Linked DNA regions of Mus musculus: all the other regions are linked to region 1. A link is a contact called in public Hi-C and HiCAR-type data. All regions are on one chromosome and are shown on one strand. Each heading gives the region's core, a stretch centred on a gene start, on an enhancer-like site or on the middle of the called end of the contact. The rest is flanking DNA. Distances are from core to core; before and after follow the strand shown.

Evidence for each region. Hi-C and Micro-C count contacts between places; a contact is called where the count stands out from the background. HiCAR-type assays count read pairs that join an accessible place to other places.
Region 2: a HiCAR-type map of astrocytes shows a contact between it and region 1, with 2.8 times the contacts expected there. The contact joins two enhancer-like sites. A contact is called at or near these places in 1 of 484 Hi-C or Micro-C datasets (embryonic stem cells) and 1 of 115 datasets of contacts at active chromatin or transcription factors (astrocytes).
Region 3: a Hi-C map of cerebellum shows a contact between it and region 1, with 6 times the contacts expected there. The contact joins two enhancer-like sites. A contact is called at or near these places in 5 of 484 Hi-C or Micro-C datasets (adipose-derived mesenchymal stem cells, cerebellar granule neurons, cerebellum and 1 more) and 1 of 115 datasets of contacts at active chromatin or transcription factors (astrocytes).
Region 4: a Hi-C map of the N1E-115 cell line shows a contact between it and region 1, with 4 times the contacts expected there. The contact joins two enhancer-like sites. A contact is called at or near these places in 2 of 484 Hi-C or Micro-C datasets (the N1E-115 cell line and cerebellum) and 1 of 115 datasets of contacts at active chromatin or transcription factors (astrocytes).

Annotation. Positions count from the first base shown.
Region 1 is chr13:36,281,402-36,284,998 of GRCm38.p6, reverse strand. The region is part of intron 4 of Fars2 (phenylalanine-tRNA synthetase 2 (mitochondrial)); the gene reads right to left. Among named protein-coding and RNA genes, the nearest start is that of Gm40912, 75 kb to the right of the region's middle. Within about 2 kb of position 1,983, at least 85 of the 459 cell types and tissues checked have an H3K27ac peak or open chromatin away from gene starts, as enhancers often do. A contact at or near this core is called in the N1E-115 cell line, astrocytes and cerebellum, where this site is marked.
Region 2 is chr13:37,147,358-37,150,954 of GRCm38.p6, reverse strand. No RefSeq gene overlaps it. Among named protein-coding and RNA genes, the nearest start is that of Gm30549, 78 kb to the right of the region's middle. Within about 2 kb of position 1,659, at least 64 of the 459 cell types and tissues checked have an H3K27ac peak or open chromatin away from gene starts, as enhancers often do. A contact at or near this core is called in astrocytes, where this site is marked.
Region 3 is chr13:37,100,183-37,103,779 of GRCm38.p6, reverse strand. No RefSeq gene overlaps it. Among named protein-coding and RNA genes, the nearest start is that of Gm30549, 31 kb to the right of the region's middle. Within about 2 kb of position 1,834, at least 2 of the 459 cell types and tissues checked have an H3K27ac peak or open chromatin away from gene starts, as enhancers often do. A contact at or near this core is called in cerebellum, where this site is marked.
Region 4 is chr13:36,913,971-36,917,567 of GRCm38.p6, reverse strand. F13a1 (coagulation factor XIII, A1 subunit) reads left to right here. Exons shown (of 15, transcript NM_028784.3): 10 at 616-704. Gm30489 (a long non-coding RNA gene) reads right to left here. Exons shown (of 6, transcript XR_873245.2): 3 at 3,013-3,143. Among named protein-coding and RNA genes, the nearest start is that of Gm30240, 73 kb to the left of the region's middle. Within about 2 kb of position 1,612, at least 1 of the 459 cell types and tissues checked has an H3K27ac peak or open chromatin away from gene starts, as enhancers often do. A contact at or near this core is called in the N1E-115 cell line, where this site is marked.

The DNA of each region.
Region 1 (3,597 bases), core at 734-3,233:
AACCAGCTGGTAAATAATAAACAACTGAAATAACACTTGGACAAACAAGCAAATGGACAGAGACTGGCTGTCAGTCCTGGTCATTACATTCCCAATTAAATGGACAGAAGGACAGATGAACTGCTATCGGTGACTACCGAGCTGGAACATTGGTTCCAGAATGGAGTGCAGTAGAAGAGAATGCCAGTTCCTGAGGAAGAGCTTTCCAGTCTTCATACGAGGCTGGCTACAGGGGAGCATTGGGTGGGCTAACCAGCGGAAGACAGAGGTTCTGGGCTTCCCTATCATCCATCTGCAGGCAGGCTGACACTCTTTTTTGGTGCTCAAATCAGTGGTACTATCAATGACACAATATTTCTCTGAGCTCTCACAGAGCAGCAAGACTCTTCTTGGGCTGATTTTTGTCTTTGAGTCTACTGTGCTGGAAGTTACTATGGCCCACACCACAAACAAATGTTCTAGTTTACATATGTGGTTAGGTCATGCTAAAATGCAGATAAGAAGACAACCCAATAGAGTCTGGGGTGGGAGGTAGGGGGTATAAAAATTGTTCTCCCAAATTCTATTAGAAAAATGAAGCAACACCATAAGTAGACCATGTAATTTCCCATGTCTTCTGAATGGGGCAAGCCACCTGCCACCCAGCAGCACATCTGAGGCCCAGGAGATACAAAGCAACACAGCACATCCCAGGCCCCGGAGGTACAACAAAGCAACAGGCTCTGCTTGGGCTGCTCTGTGTCACAGCCTCCTAGGCATTATTACAGTGCAGTGTTTCATAAGCAACATGGATAACAAAGAATCATCTAAAGAAAGAACAGAGCATGTGGTTTAAAAAGCAATGTACAGCCACAGCTATAAGTGACAAGCATAACTTGACCTTGTTATGCTACAAAAATGTATTTGAAGATAAGTTCATACAAATATTTTTCTTCCTTTCTGCACAAAATTTTCTTGGTTTGTGTTACTCTTATTACCAAAGTTGGGAGGTGGGGAATCTTATTTCTTCCAAATAACCAAGCATATTGACATCACAGGCTTCTTTTGCTTGGCAGATTACTGAACAAACAAATATTTATTCTGAGTCACTCAGCTGTGATACATGGGGGGATTCACGACATGCTGTGTCTGGTGCCTGTTAAGCTCTTACAAGATAATTGGACTTTGGACCACCTAGAACACTGTGTTCAATGGAGAGCCAAATTTAAAAAATTCAAAAACATGGAATGAGCAGAATTTAATCAGTCACACCTCCATCAAATTGAGGCAGAAATAAATAAATGGGCAATAGAAAGGTGCAATAAAGCCAGGATTAATCAAACCGTGATTAATTCCGGATCAGATTAAAAACCAATAGTGCCAGCTGCATCAGTCTCGTCTGTGGCGTTCACCTCCCCTATTCCTTTCTAACACCACGCTTCCCCATCGTCTCAACCCACTCTGCTCTCACCCCTAGGGCACGTTCCCTGGATGGATAAACCTGCAGGAGAGTTAATTGTCACATACATGGATTTAATCACATTGTCCATCACATTTGGGGCCCTGCCTTCAGTGATCCGTGACTAATTGTTGTGGTAATTTTTCAATCATTAACAGCAGCACATATGCTGCAGACAAATCCCAAGGTGCCTAGTAAGCCCCAGTGACAAGCAGACCAGAGGCTCCAGAAGGATTGCCACACGCCAGCCCAGCCCCCAACCCCAATCCTATTAGTCATGCCTGCTTGTTAATATACACTTATCCCAAGGATATGTCAGGCTGCAGAGAGCTCCGAGGGCTCCAGCCTGCCTTATGACTTGCCCTGTTTTCAATCTAGATTCTGAAAAAGGAAGAGGAAAGGAAAGGAAATTAAAACTCCATGTGGGACAAGTAGCTGAGGCCCTATTCTGAATTCCACTTGCTTTTCACTCACTTTCACACAGGCTCCTGAGCTGTGGCAAGTGCCCTTTCTTTGAGTTTCAGCAGTATTAGCAATCTCCATGGCAACCACCAGTGTGCATCTGCTACACCAAACTGCAGCATCTCTGGCTCAATTCTCAAGTTGCCCTGGTGTCAGACGGGGCATGCCATGTGCACTGGTGGGACAAGACCCTGCCTTGGGGAATCTTTCAGCTGATTGAAGCCTGGCTCTAATCACCACATAATATGAGCGAACAAGATCACAGGGAATATAATCCGCCTGCACTAGGCAATAGGGGTCCAGAAATGCTATTTATTTTTTCATTTTCTTTTTCTTACGGGTCTTTGTTGGCTAAAAGCAAAGAGGCACTAGCTATCTAATAAAAAGGTTTAAATTTCAAGTAGGTGCCACAATGTTTCAAGTCACTGATTTGTTTAAACCCTATGTCTCAAACACCTTTCATTAAGGAAACTATTCAAGAGGAAATGCAAATTCCTGGGGTTTTCATTTGGGTCTTCTTAAGAAAATGGATGTTTTGCGCATTAGCCAGACTATGGAAAGGAAAGAGAAGGATTCACTGAGTTTCATTGAAATCTCACTCATTAGTATATGCGTTTTTATTCCTCCTGCAGAGTTTCAGGAAATTCCCTGTTTTACTCCGTTTTCCCAAGACTGAAATAAGACCTATTTTACTCTAAGGCACCTAGCTCCAGATCACAGAACAAGATCTTCGAAAAACTTAATTAATATGAACAATTCCTGCTTAGCTGCTCAAAAGAGAGATGGTTGCTATAGGCTCTGTTATCGTGAAAAGAGGGACCGAGCGCCCTCTGCTGCTGTGTCTAGGTAAGGCTCTCCAGTTTGGAAACCTCCCGCTGAGGTTCACTTCTGTTACAATGCACTCTTAGAAAACTCTAACTTAAAAGGCACTTACTGATCAGCAAGAGGAACAAGAGAGATCCAGATAACAACAATGAGGCTGCTGTAAATAGAACAGTCTTCTACACAGCCACTCACCAGTACCTTGGCTATTATTAGAAACAGCTCGAGAAAGAGCTTGGGAAAATTCAGAGTGCTGATTGCGTATCATAAGCACAAATTAAAGAATTAAAAAAGAAAAAATGAATCTGCCTTTGCACTCACAGTCTCTCATGTCTACACGAGCTCACTGATTAGTACATGTTTTAGAACACTCAGGTCAAAAGAAAAAACTTGTTATTTTAGATTTAAAGTCATAACCGTAGTTTTAGACTTTACTTTCAAATTTAGTTTGAACAAACACAAATTTGTATTTACACAGCGCTGTACAAAATAAACAGTACAGAAACATTTCACTTCTGAATCTCTAAGAACCTAATTATCATAAAAATAAAATTTCAGAGAAAAATACACTAAATATTACTTCTAATCCTCTTAAACAAATGAAGGCAATCTACATTTACAACTTAAAATACTAGCTCAGCTCTGAGTTCAAATTCACTCTAAAGAAAATGATTCAGAAATTGTGCTTCTGAAATTAATTCCTTCCATAATGCCTAAAAAAAATGACCACAATACAATAGATAATAGTCTAACTAAAGTTTAATGCACGGTGGATTCAAATTCCATGTCACAAACTACTCTGAGAGCTACAGATAACATTCTTAATATTTACAACTCAAGGTTAATGTCAATATCTCCCATGAATAAAATTAGAA
Region 2 (3,597 bases), core at 410-2,909, 870 kb before region 1:
GTTTAGGCTGTTTAGTGTGTGCACAGCAGTTCATTATAATATTTATCCTTGTATATAAAAATATTTAATATTGATGGGTTTTTAAAAATGCCAGTAAACCTAAAGTAAAAGGATTGGAATGCAGGAGATGAGGACCTAGTGGGTCAGAAATGAAACATCATATGCCTTATGAATAAGATTATATTAATATATATAATATATCTTATATATAAGTCTGAATAGTCAAATCTTAACCAACTTGAAAGAGTGTAGATTGTTACTACCGTGTAGCTTGGGTGGCACAATTCTGAAGTTCTTGTCTTTAGGATTTAGGGTAGTCTAAATGATTGCTCATGAATGATAACTAGGGTCTTCTATCTCTTGAGTATTGACCTATTAAGCCATTGAACAGGCATAGGCTGAACCCTGGATGCAGGACTGGGAGACAATAAAACAGCTGTTCTCAATCCAATCATTGCAAAGGAGTCTTAAAAAGCAATCTGGAATACACAATTGTTTTATAGCCTGTGAGGTCTTTTTTTTAAAAAGATGTAAATAAAAGATATAAATTTAAATGTAAATAAAAATGAGAAACAACATACTAGGATCAATTCTAACTTAGCACATTATAACTTACAGCAGTCAAAATATTGAAGATTTAGGAGTCTTGTGTTTAAAAAGTTTTTAAGGGTAGTATGAATGGTGCCCACTTTCTTCTTGCACTAGAGCCTCCTCTTTGGGAGGAGGCTCTCCCTGGGCACAGCCACACCCAGCATCTCAGCTTGCATTATTTTCCAGCCAGATGGCCTTCCCACTTTCAATGCCTCAAGAACTCAGAGTTTCTTCAACATTTATTTTTTGCCGATGTCACTTTCTCTGGACATCTTCATCCTTCCTTCACAGCCATTTCCTAGTTCTTATGTGCAAACCCATCTTCCTGGTTCCTCTTGCTGCTAGGGAAGGCCTTCTAATGGGGTAACACCCACATCCTTAGAGTCAGCTATTTCCTTTAGAACTCAGACCACTGCTTTTCAAATTGAATTTCTTTATGACATTATCACTTTTTGTGACTTTGTTGTTCTCTTTGTATATTGCTAGGCAATTCTTTCCTCCTACTCATTACAAAAAATCAAACAAACAGCAGGCAAACAACAAAACCATAGGTTCTGGCTATGTAACTCAGGACAACATAAAACCCACTGTACGATCCATGTTATCTTGAAACTTGCAGCCCTTCTCCCTTCATTTGTCATACGATGAGATTCCAGATGTGCAGCATTAAACAAAGCCAGCCTCCTTCTTTTTTCCTTGTTTCATTTTTGACACAGAGTCTTGTGCAGCTCAGCCTGGCTTGAAGTCACTATGTGGCTGAGGCTGGCCTTCAACTCCTGATCCTTCTACCCCCACCTTTTTAGTCTTGGGCTTATAGACAAGGGACACCATACCAGGCTTGAATTCCCTCTCCTGAATATTCAGTTTTATAAAAGGTCATCAGAAGCTAAGGAATTGCTTTGCTGTCTGTATACAAACTGAAAACAGGCATAGTGACCAGTCCCCGAGGAACTCTGAAATCCCCTAGGAACTCTGAAGTAATAGCATGGCTCCTGATCACTGCAAACTCTTATTTATGTAGTGATTTGTGTTCTGACTATTAAGTAGCAGGCATTGTACTCAAAGCAATTGTTCACAGATAATTCACCCTGGTAACAGAGGTTGGAACTGGGTTGTTGGGTGACAGGCACCACTTAAGGGACTGTGGTAACAGAAATTCAACTTTATAGGAATGTCACAAAGTGTAGACTCTTGGTATCTCATCTTGAGTCAGGAAAACAAAACCAAAAATCTCTCAGCTGAGGGAAGAGGGAGAGGGAAGAGAGAGAAGGAGAGGGAAGAGAGAGAGGGAGGGGGAAGAGAGAGGGGGGAGGGAGAGGGAAGAGAAAGAGGGGGAGAGGGGGAGAGGGGGACAGGGGGACAGGGGGAGAGGGGGACAGGGGGAGAGGGGGACAGGGGGACAAGGGGAGGAAAAAGGGGGAGGGAGAGGGGTAGGGGGAAGCAGTAGTCCAGTATTGAATTGTAACACTGGAGAAATATGAGACATCTGTTTAGAAAATGCAAGAAGTGGAGCACAGGGCAGGCAGAGGCAGGAAGTGGTATACTGGGTGGGCAGAGACAAACAGGGACTGACTGAAGGAAGAAACTCTCAAAGCAAAACTACAGTGGAACTGAGACCAGCCAATTTTTTGTTTTGTTGTGTTTTAAACAGGATCTGGGTTTGTAGCCCAGGGTGATCCTGAACTCACGATCCTCCTGAAGCAGTAATGGGGAAACTGCTTCTTCCAGGGCACTGCTAAGTACTATTAAAGCACCAATTCAGTTGTTGCCAATGTTAATAAGTTCTTCAAGTTCCTGTAAGCCCACCCTCTGATGTTCTTTTTTTTTTTTTTTTTTCGGGGATAAATCAAGAGAAGGAGGGTGGGGCAATCTACCTCTGAAACTGGCAGCTATTGGATTTACCTTTGCTACTCTGGATGCCTCAAACAATAAGGCTCTCAGTCCAAGAGCCAGGCAGACTACCCTAGGGCAATGGCGGCCATTTCAAACATTCCACAGACCCCGGGTGAAAACTCCGCAATGGTTGTAGATGATTGCTCTAGCTCTTGAAGAGAAGGTTCACCCTCAGCGAGGACTGTTTCAAAGAATTTGTACCAGGCATTTGCTAAGTCCAGGTGAATCCTACTAACCCCCAAATCGTTTCTGCTGTGGGCAGAGGGAGAATGCGTCCATCGGAGGCTTAGCAGGGGGATAACTGTGACTGCAGCTAAAAAGGCAAGGCTGTGATGTTTATGTGGGTACAAACCTAAACCTTCCTTTGCTTGCGTTGCTGTACTTGCTGTAAACACTTCTCCCCTGGCTACCTAATGAGGCTCACTTGGTGAGTCAGCCTGGAGATTCCCTCCAGTGCGGCTTCTCCCAATAAAGCGAGAGGCTCGCTTCTCTTGAGCGAGCGGGTGCTTTCTTACCTACTTTTCTTAGCACAAGAGAAGCTGATGAACATGCAGAAGGGAGCATCAGGGACAGCAGTGTGGTGGTGAGGGCTGAGCAGTTGGTACAGAGCAAGCTGCAGGGTCAGCAAGGCAGCCAGATGCGTGACAGCTGACACAGAGACCGAGGAACAGCTTGAGAGTACAGCCAGGGCAAACAACACGGGCAAGGATGGAGGTAAAGATGAATCTAGGGAATGACGGGATGCTGAGGCTGAAGAGGGTGAAAGGCGATAAACCCAGAGAAGAGAAACCGCAAGCTCCGCTTCCTAGAAGAGTTTTAAAGCAATGGTTCGTTCTCAACCTTTTTTGTGTTGTTTTGTTTTTTATTTTTTGTTTTTGTTGTTGTTTGTTTTTTTCGAGACAGGGTTTCTCTGTACAGACTTTGCTGTCTTGGAACTCACTTTGTAGACCAGGCTGGCCTCGAACTCAGAAATCCACCTGCCTCTGCCTCCCAAGTGCTGGGATTAAAGGCGTGCGCCACCATGCCGGGACCCTTTAATATAATTCCTCATGTTTTGGTGACCCTCCCCTCTTACACACGTTCTCGCGACCGGCCAGGAAGAATGCAACAAAC
Region 3 (3,597 bases), core at 585-3,084, 820 kb before region 1:
AGGGGCATCTGCATGTACCCGATAGCTCAGGGAAAAAGATGTGTTGTTAGCATGCAGTGTTCTTCCAGGCTGCGAAGCTAAATCGCAGACAGATCTCCTGAATGCTTGGAATTTCAGTTGAAGCAAACAGGGTAAACTTACTATGGAAAAATCCAATAATAATAATAATAATAATAATAATAATAACCATGATCAAAATGGGAACCAAAAGACAGACATGATGACAGGATTTTGACACCTTGTTTATAAAAGACTTGGACTCCAGTTTCAGTGACAATAACACAATACAACATAGGTTAAGAGGACTTAAAAACGTAAATCTTATTATATATTACATGTCATGAAGTGTTACATATACATGCAAATCAGTCCTCACAGCTTTTCTCACTGCTTGTTTCATAGCCTGTCTGGCCTTTATCATCTTCATCTGTAAAATGGGGATAAGGTAGACAGTTAAAATGTCGGATGGTTTGGAAGATTCAATGGGTTATCACCTATAAAGGGCTTAGAGTAGTGTACTTAGCAATATAAGTATTTGTTGATTAATTCAAGTACATATATTACCTCCCTTGTTTTGTTGGGTTTCATTAAAATAAATACATATGTGATACATAGACTAACAAAGATGCAATGTACAGAATGTGTAATGTATGCATCAGCTATGTGACTTAATATAAATGCATGCTCTTTGAATGCCTCTGTCTTCTCTCCCCAAGCCTTATTTACAAGAGAGAATCCCATATAAGCACTGGAGACCTAGTGACTGATGGCTTCCTCCTGGCTGTGGGAACAGAGGCACAGACTCAGTACGATGTACTGGTAAGTGCCTGGGAGAGAACCGTCAGATTCAGAAGGGAGAGGAAGGTGGCATGGGAGGGAGGCTTAGAATAGTGTCTTGATGCCTTGCTCAGCCCAGGTTCTGTGCCGCATTTTCAGTGTGCACACTGATGTTCATAAACCTTCATGTCCCAGGGTTTCCTTCCTCTTGTCCCGAGCACAGTGACCTTGGCTGGTCTCATGGTCTCTGAGGAGATAGATCTTTCTCTTCTCTTATAGGGCCAGGCTCCAAGGATTCATTGGACAGCCTGCCCTCAGAAGCCCCATCATCCACCTCTGCCTCACACTAACATCCTCTCCAGAAGATGAAGACGTGTCCTGGAATTCACAGGCCAACTCCACAGCCCCATCGGTACCATAGAGAATCTAAGGAGAGTGACTACAACTTGGCCTAGGGACATAAAATCTGTTCTCTTATTCTATGAGAGTTCTCATCAAAACTCTAAAATCTGAGATGGGAGCATTCCTCCTTCTTGATTCTGTGTCTAAGCTGAGGACAGAGGGAAGGGAGGAGCAGTCTAGGAAGAGAGGGCTGACCCAGAGCATCTGTGCCATCAAGAAGATGTTTTCCTTTTCCCCACCACATACTTGTCTTCTTGGATGCCTCTGCTTTCCTTCTCCCACAGGAAGATTGACAGATGGTTACCAGGATAGGTGTCCTAGCATCTGACATGCCCTCATTTCTGACTTCGCCCTGCTCAGTCCACTGGTACTCAGAAAAAGACAGCTCTTGGGGTTCCGGTAAGAAACAGGAGGAGGCAGGAATAGAGTCTGCCCTTGGCTGCCAACTCAGAGCTGTGCTCCTTTTCATAGAGGAAAATCAAGGCACACCAAGGCCCTTTCACAGGAACCAACTTTCCAGTGGTAGAAATGAGACCAGCACAACTATTTACCACCAGGGGCAGCTGGAGCCAAGGACCACCAGACTTCTGTATATAGTGGATATTGCCTTGGGATTCCAAAAATCATTATCGACTCAGAGCCTGAGATCCTAGAGGCAGGGGGCCATGGTGAGCGTGTGCTGGGCACACGTCCATTTGTAACCAGTGAAACTTCATGGACACCAGCTGTCCCCGCTGTCTTTTCTTCTCTCATCAGCCCTCACTAGCCAAGGATAAGACAAGACAGGACACAGGGCCTAACAATGTGGGACAGGGATGGTCTAATTCTACTTTCCTCCAAGGAAGTCACTGGCCTATTTTCTAGAAGGATGTGTGGAAAACTAAGAAACTCAGCTGCTACACATTAGATACTACAGGCCAGCTACATCTTCTCTCCCTCAGTGGCCACCATCATCCATGGCTACAGGCATTTCATAGTTCACAGCCTTTGGCCAGAAGCAGGAAGAACATTGTGGCCTTGCATGATACACATGGAAATAGTTCAATGGAACATTTCGAAAAACATGCCCTGGGAGCCAGACTGAGCCTAGTTCTCATTCTGGTACTACAATGAGCTGTGATGAATTTTGTTCAACTGTTTAAACTGTCTATGTCTCATTTCCCCTCCTCCTATGAAGTTAGAAGCTGGAATCTCCTTTGCGACCATGTCAGGGATTACACGTGATACTCCACGTGCAGATCCGAGGTGAACGGCACTGAGATCTGAGATCTGCTTGTCCCAGTCTGTAAATGGCAGAATGATGACAGGGAAGAGATTCTCCTTGGCTGTGTGTATCAGAACCAGGCTGTTTCTTGCTCTGAGGCCTAGTTCCCTCAACTGGGGAGAGGGGAAATTATTGTGATAAAATGGTGTTTATCTGGAAAGTGTCTAGGAGAATACAGAATTACCAACCCCTGGGGTGGGGCTGCAGCTTAATGGTAGAGCGCTTGTGTAGCATGCCCAAGACTCTGACTTATGCTAAGCACTAAAGGAAAAAAGAAAAAGGAAAGGAAATTACCAGCAATGAAAAGAAAGCAGGGACTAATTTAAAACCCAAATGTGCCGTGTCCTTTTCCAGAATAATGTCCCCACAAATGCTTCCTGCCACTGTCAGCAGGGTCTCCTTTCTGACTGAATGCACACCCTTAGTGTAACTGAGCCAGAGTTATGAGAGAACACAAGCTGCTTCTCCCTGCCTCTTATGGTCAAGGCCATTCTTGGACAGACTGGCGTGAACTTCCTCAGGGAGCTCAGGAGCTTCTTGTACACTGCAGGAAGCAAGAGCTGCCTCTCTGTCTGTACAGTGACCAGTGATGTGCTAACTAATGCCCACAGCCATGTCTGTCAGTCTCAATCCCATGTCCACAGTGGGAAGGCAGAGCGAGAGAGACGAAATGTAAGCAAGAGAGTTTAAACCCATCCTGGACACAGCAGAACAGTGACCTAGCCTATAAATCAGAAGGCGAGGCCAACCTTGATGGTTGAAGACCTAGAAGCTGACAGCTCCCGTCTGGTCCACACTCCAGGAGCCTGCTCCCTACTTCCTGACTAGATGGCTTGGTTTTGTAACTAACTCTGGACATGACATAGCCCCTGCTCAAAGCCTTCAGAGAATGAGCGAGGGTGTTGGTTTGATGTACATCTGTTGAGACAACAGCCTCCTTTGAGCTCAGGAAGTTCATGCCAGCCTGGACTATTAATGGAGATCCTGTCTTAAAACCAAAGTAAGCAAACATAGACCTTTGATAGTTCATTATCCCAAGAGAAGAAATAACAAGGGTACTGTAAAGATGACATAAAACCTGCCTATGGTAGCCACAGAAGATACCTCCAGTCAGTCAACACTCAACCTGCAATCCAAATCACTGGCTAGGACAC
Region 4 (3,597 bases), core at 363-2,862, 630 kb before region 1:
ACCATAATGAAAAGCAACTTAGGGAGGAAACAATTATTTCTAGGTGACTGTTACATAGTCCATTAGGAAGGGAAGTCAGGGCAGGTGCTAGAGATAGCTTGCTCAGGCTCCTTTCTTGTATAACACAGAACCATCTACCTAGGGATGGTACCACCCACCTACAGTGGACTCAGTGTTTTGACATCAATCATTGACCAAGAAAAGACCCCCAGAGGCTTGCCCATGTGTCAGTCAAGTAGAGGCATTTTCCCAGCTAAGGTTTTCCTCCCATAAATAAATAAATAAATAAATGCTAACCAGGATAGGTACCAGCTGATACATAGCTTAGTGCATATGGTTGCAGTCAACTGAACAGAATTAGGAAAACTATTGTCCCCATATTCTTTTCCTCTCTGTCACATTCAGGATTGGGTTAGCCTTCCTAGTAGAACCCTATTGACGACACACATCAGTCATCTGTCTCCTGTAGCCAGTGAAAGCATTTAGGCAAAGTCAGTGGTGAAGCTGGGGAGTACTGGTGTCTGTAGGCTGCCTAAGTGCTGTGTGCTGTCCTGTGGATGGGCAGAATTGAAAACTACAAATTCACACTGCCTTCCTCTTTGTTGTGTGCTACAGGCATGTACCGCTGTGGCCCTGCCTCTGTCCAAGCCGTTAAGCATGGCCATGTCTGCTTCCAGTTTGATGCCCCGTTTGTTTTTGCAGAGGTAAGTGGAAAGCTGGAGGCAAGTGCCAATTTTCCACCACTGTCTCTTAACACACTGAAGAGTTAGACACCAGGTTGCTACTTCTCGATTTCCCAGGTACATCGAGTATGCTTCCTGTCAACCAGACATCTTTCCAGCCTCGGGTTTTTTAAATGCTAAACGCAATTCCTACTTAACGCTTTCCTGTCTTAGACTTTTGAGGTTGTATTTCTACTAAAAGCAAGAGATTTGCAAACCTGAGTTTAGTTCTGGGCACCTAGGAACTGACGAGGATAATTCTGAAGACATCAAATGATGAAGTGGATCGATCACTCAACTAAAGCTCAGTAAAAAGTGGCCTTGCTGTGGCAGTTTCAGAGTATGTAACTCCCATCTAAGACTGACCCAGAAGTACACAAAAATCAATACACACACTACCACCATCACCAGCAGCACCACCAGCAGCACCAATAGCAGGCAAAAAGAGAAGGAAAGGTATAAAGTGCTACTCAAGTAGAGAAATTTTGACCACTTAAGGGGTTGATAAAGATGTTAAGTAAAGGGTCTAAGATGCCAGAATAATAGGGCAGGAGCTTGAAGGACAGGAAACAGCTAATTAAATCAGGGTGAGAGACGTCGGGTAAAGGAGAATCCTGGGAGTCTCTTGGGGATGAGGGTATTAAAGGCTGAGATGTAGAACTCCTTTGAGGTGTATGTACAGCAATCAACACGGGAAGGGTTCGCTCCTGTATCCAGCAATCACTCTGCCTGCCACTTGATGCTCATAGAAATCCTTTTAAAGTGAGTACTATCAGTTTCCCCGTTGAACTGAAAAGAAAATCAGGGCGAGGTAAAGCAGAGAGACTAATATCCTTTCCCCAGTAATGTAGCTAATAAAGAGCTGTGCTGAATTTTGAAACCGAGTGGGCACTTGAGTTTAGCCGGGCAGTCACTCTGGAAGGACTATGTATCTCCTGTTAGCTCACACCAGGGAAGGCTACGGGGGGAGCTCTGAGGCCCAGGGCCTTGGGATGGATCATCCTTGGGTGGGAATATGTCAGTAAATCAATCCACACATCAGTAGTGAAATGTGGTAATACCAAGAACACTTGTAGCTATCGTATGAGCAATACAGTCAGCATAAGATTGCATTCATACATGGAGATGCACTCATTAAGAAAAAAAAAGAGCCAGAAACTGAAAGATAGCAAACACCCTAATACTCTAAGGCAGGAAGTAGCTTGGCAACCATGATTCCCTGTGTAAGTAGAGATGGCTCCTGACCCGTGATATCTCCACTTACAATCTTTAAACCTTATAATGGTGCAAAGGAATGGTACAAATTCAATAGAAACCACACTTTGGGTTTGGAATTAGGATCTCTTCCTGGGATAAACACACATGGTCAGATCCTCTCAGATGATACTGGGTGGCAGCAAGCTGCAGCTCCCAGTCAGCCCCATAACCACAGGGAAAAGAACAAACACCTACAGTGTGTCCTGCCATTCAGCTAAGATGTCCTGTAGGGAAAGGATAAGAACTGTTTCTTCGGCTAATCAAATCTTCTATATGTCATCAATTTAATCAAAATGTAATCTTATCAAAAGCCAAAGAGCATTTGCCTTTGGATATGACCCTAGTTCTAAGAGCAGAGTGCTTTGGGCTTACAGGGGATGGAGCAATGGTTATTCAGACATTTAGACAGCAGAAATCACAGAAGGACTGCACTCTATCTGCTATTGTGGTTTCTAGATGCCTCTAGAAGCCTCCAGAGAGCAGCCTTACAGTGCTTGGAGTTTTATCCATTTGATTTTGTTTTGAGATTGAAAATCTGTACAAGTCTCCCCTGCCCTCATCTGACAGTTTATGACACTCCGAGAATCTCTTCATGGGAGATGGCTCTGAAACCCATGTAGCTTTCTTTTTATACTTTTATTGTGCTTTATTGCTACCGAGGAGAGCGGGTGGCCCTCCTTGCAGTGGTGAAGGTCCTAATAGCTGTTAATGCAAGCGCTTTTTGCTGTTATTAAATATAGATCAGGGTGTTAGGAATGTCATCAGGCTATGCAGATAATTGCTCCTCTCTCGCGGCTGCAGAGGCTTCTTTGCTGTGCAGGCTGTTTGTTGCCTGAGTTTGGGCTGGGCTCCAGGTTCGAGCTATTTGTCAGAGATGTATAAGCTGCCTAAAAAGCACCCGAGGTGTCTTCTCTCAAGAGGTGCTCGCTAGGACCGCAAAGGGGTGAGCAGGCAACTTTAGCATGGGTCTCGGTGACTTAGGTGGAGGGTGATGCACCTTCCCTCCCTCCACCTGTGTGCCACCTCGTCCTACCAGAGGGATGTCAGCAGGTGGCTTGCCTGTTCTTGCTTCTCAGCATGCTGGCTTCCCAGTTGTTCTTCACCAGCTTCCTGACCATCCAGTTCATTGATTACGTGTCAGCTTTTCTGGAGCTTCCTTGGTATCTGAAAAACAATGGAGTCTGAAAGGGAAAAGGTACATGGAAAATGGCTCCTTTCTTCTCGCTCACATTTTGTAGGCAGGGACAGAAGGGAGCGTGATGGCATCCACACCTGGGATTCGGTGCCCGTCCCTCCACATGCCTTCTTCACGTTGAGTTCCTGTAGGTCCAAAAGGACCCAGGTGCCCCTTCTCTCCCTAACACAGCATGGCCTGGGGCTTCTGAAGAGATAAGTAAAGAGTCCAAGAGTTTTAAGTTTGACTTTACTTTTTTGTTCGTTTGTTTGTTTTTGTTTTGTTTTGTTTTGTTTTGTTTTTTTGTTTTTGTTTTTGTTTTTGTTTTTGTTTTTCGAGACAGGGTTTCTCTGTATAGCCCTGGCTGTCCTGGAACTTACTCTGTAGACCAGACTGGCTTCATCTGCCTCGGTGGTCCTCAGTAAAGAGCTGCTTCATGGGGAA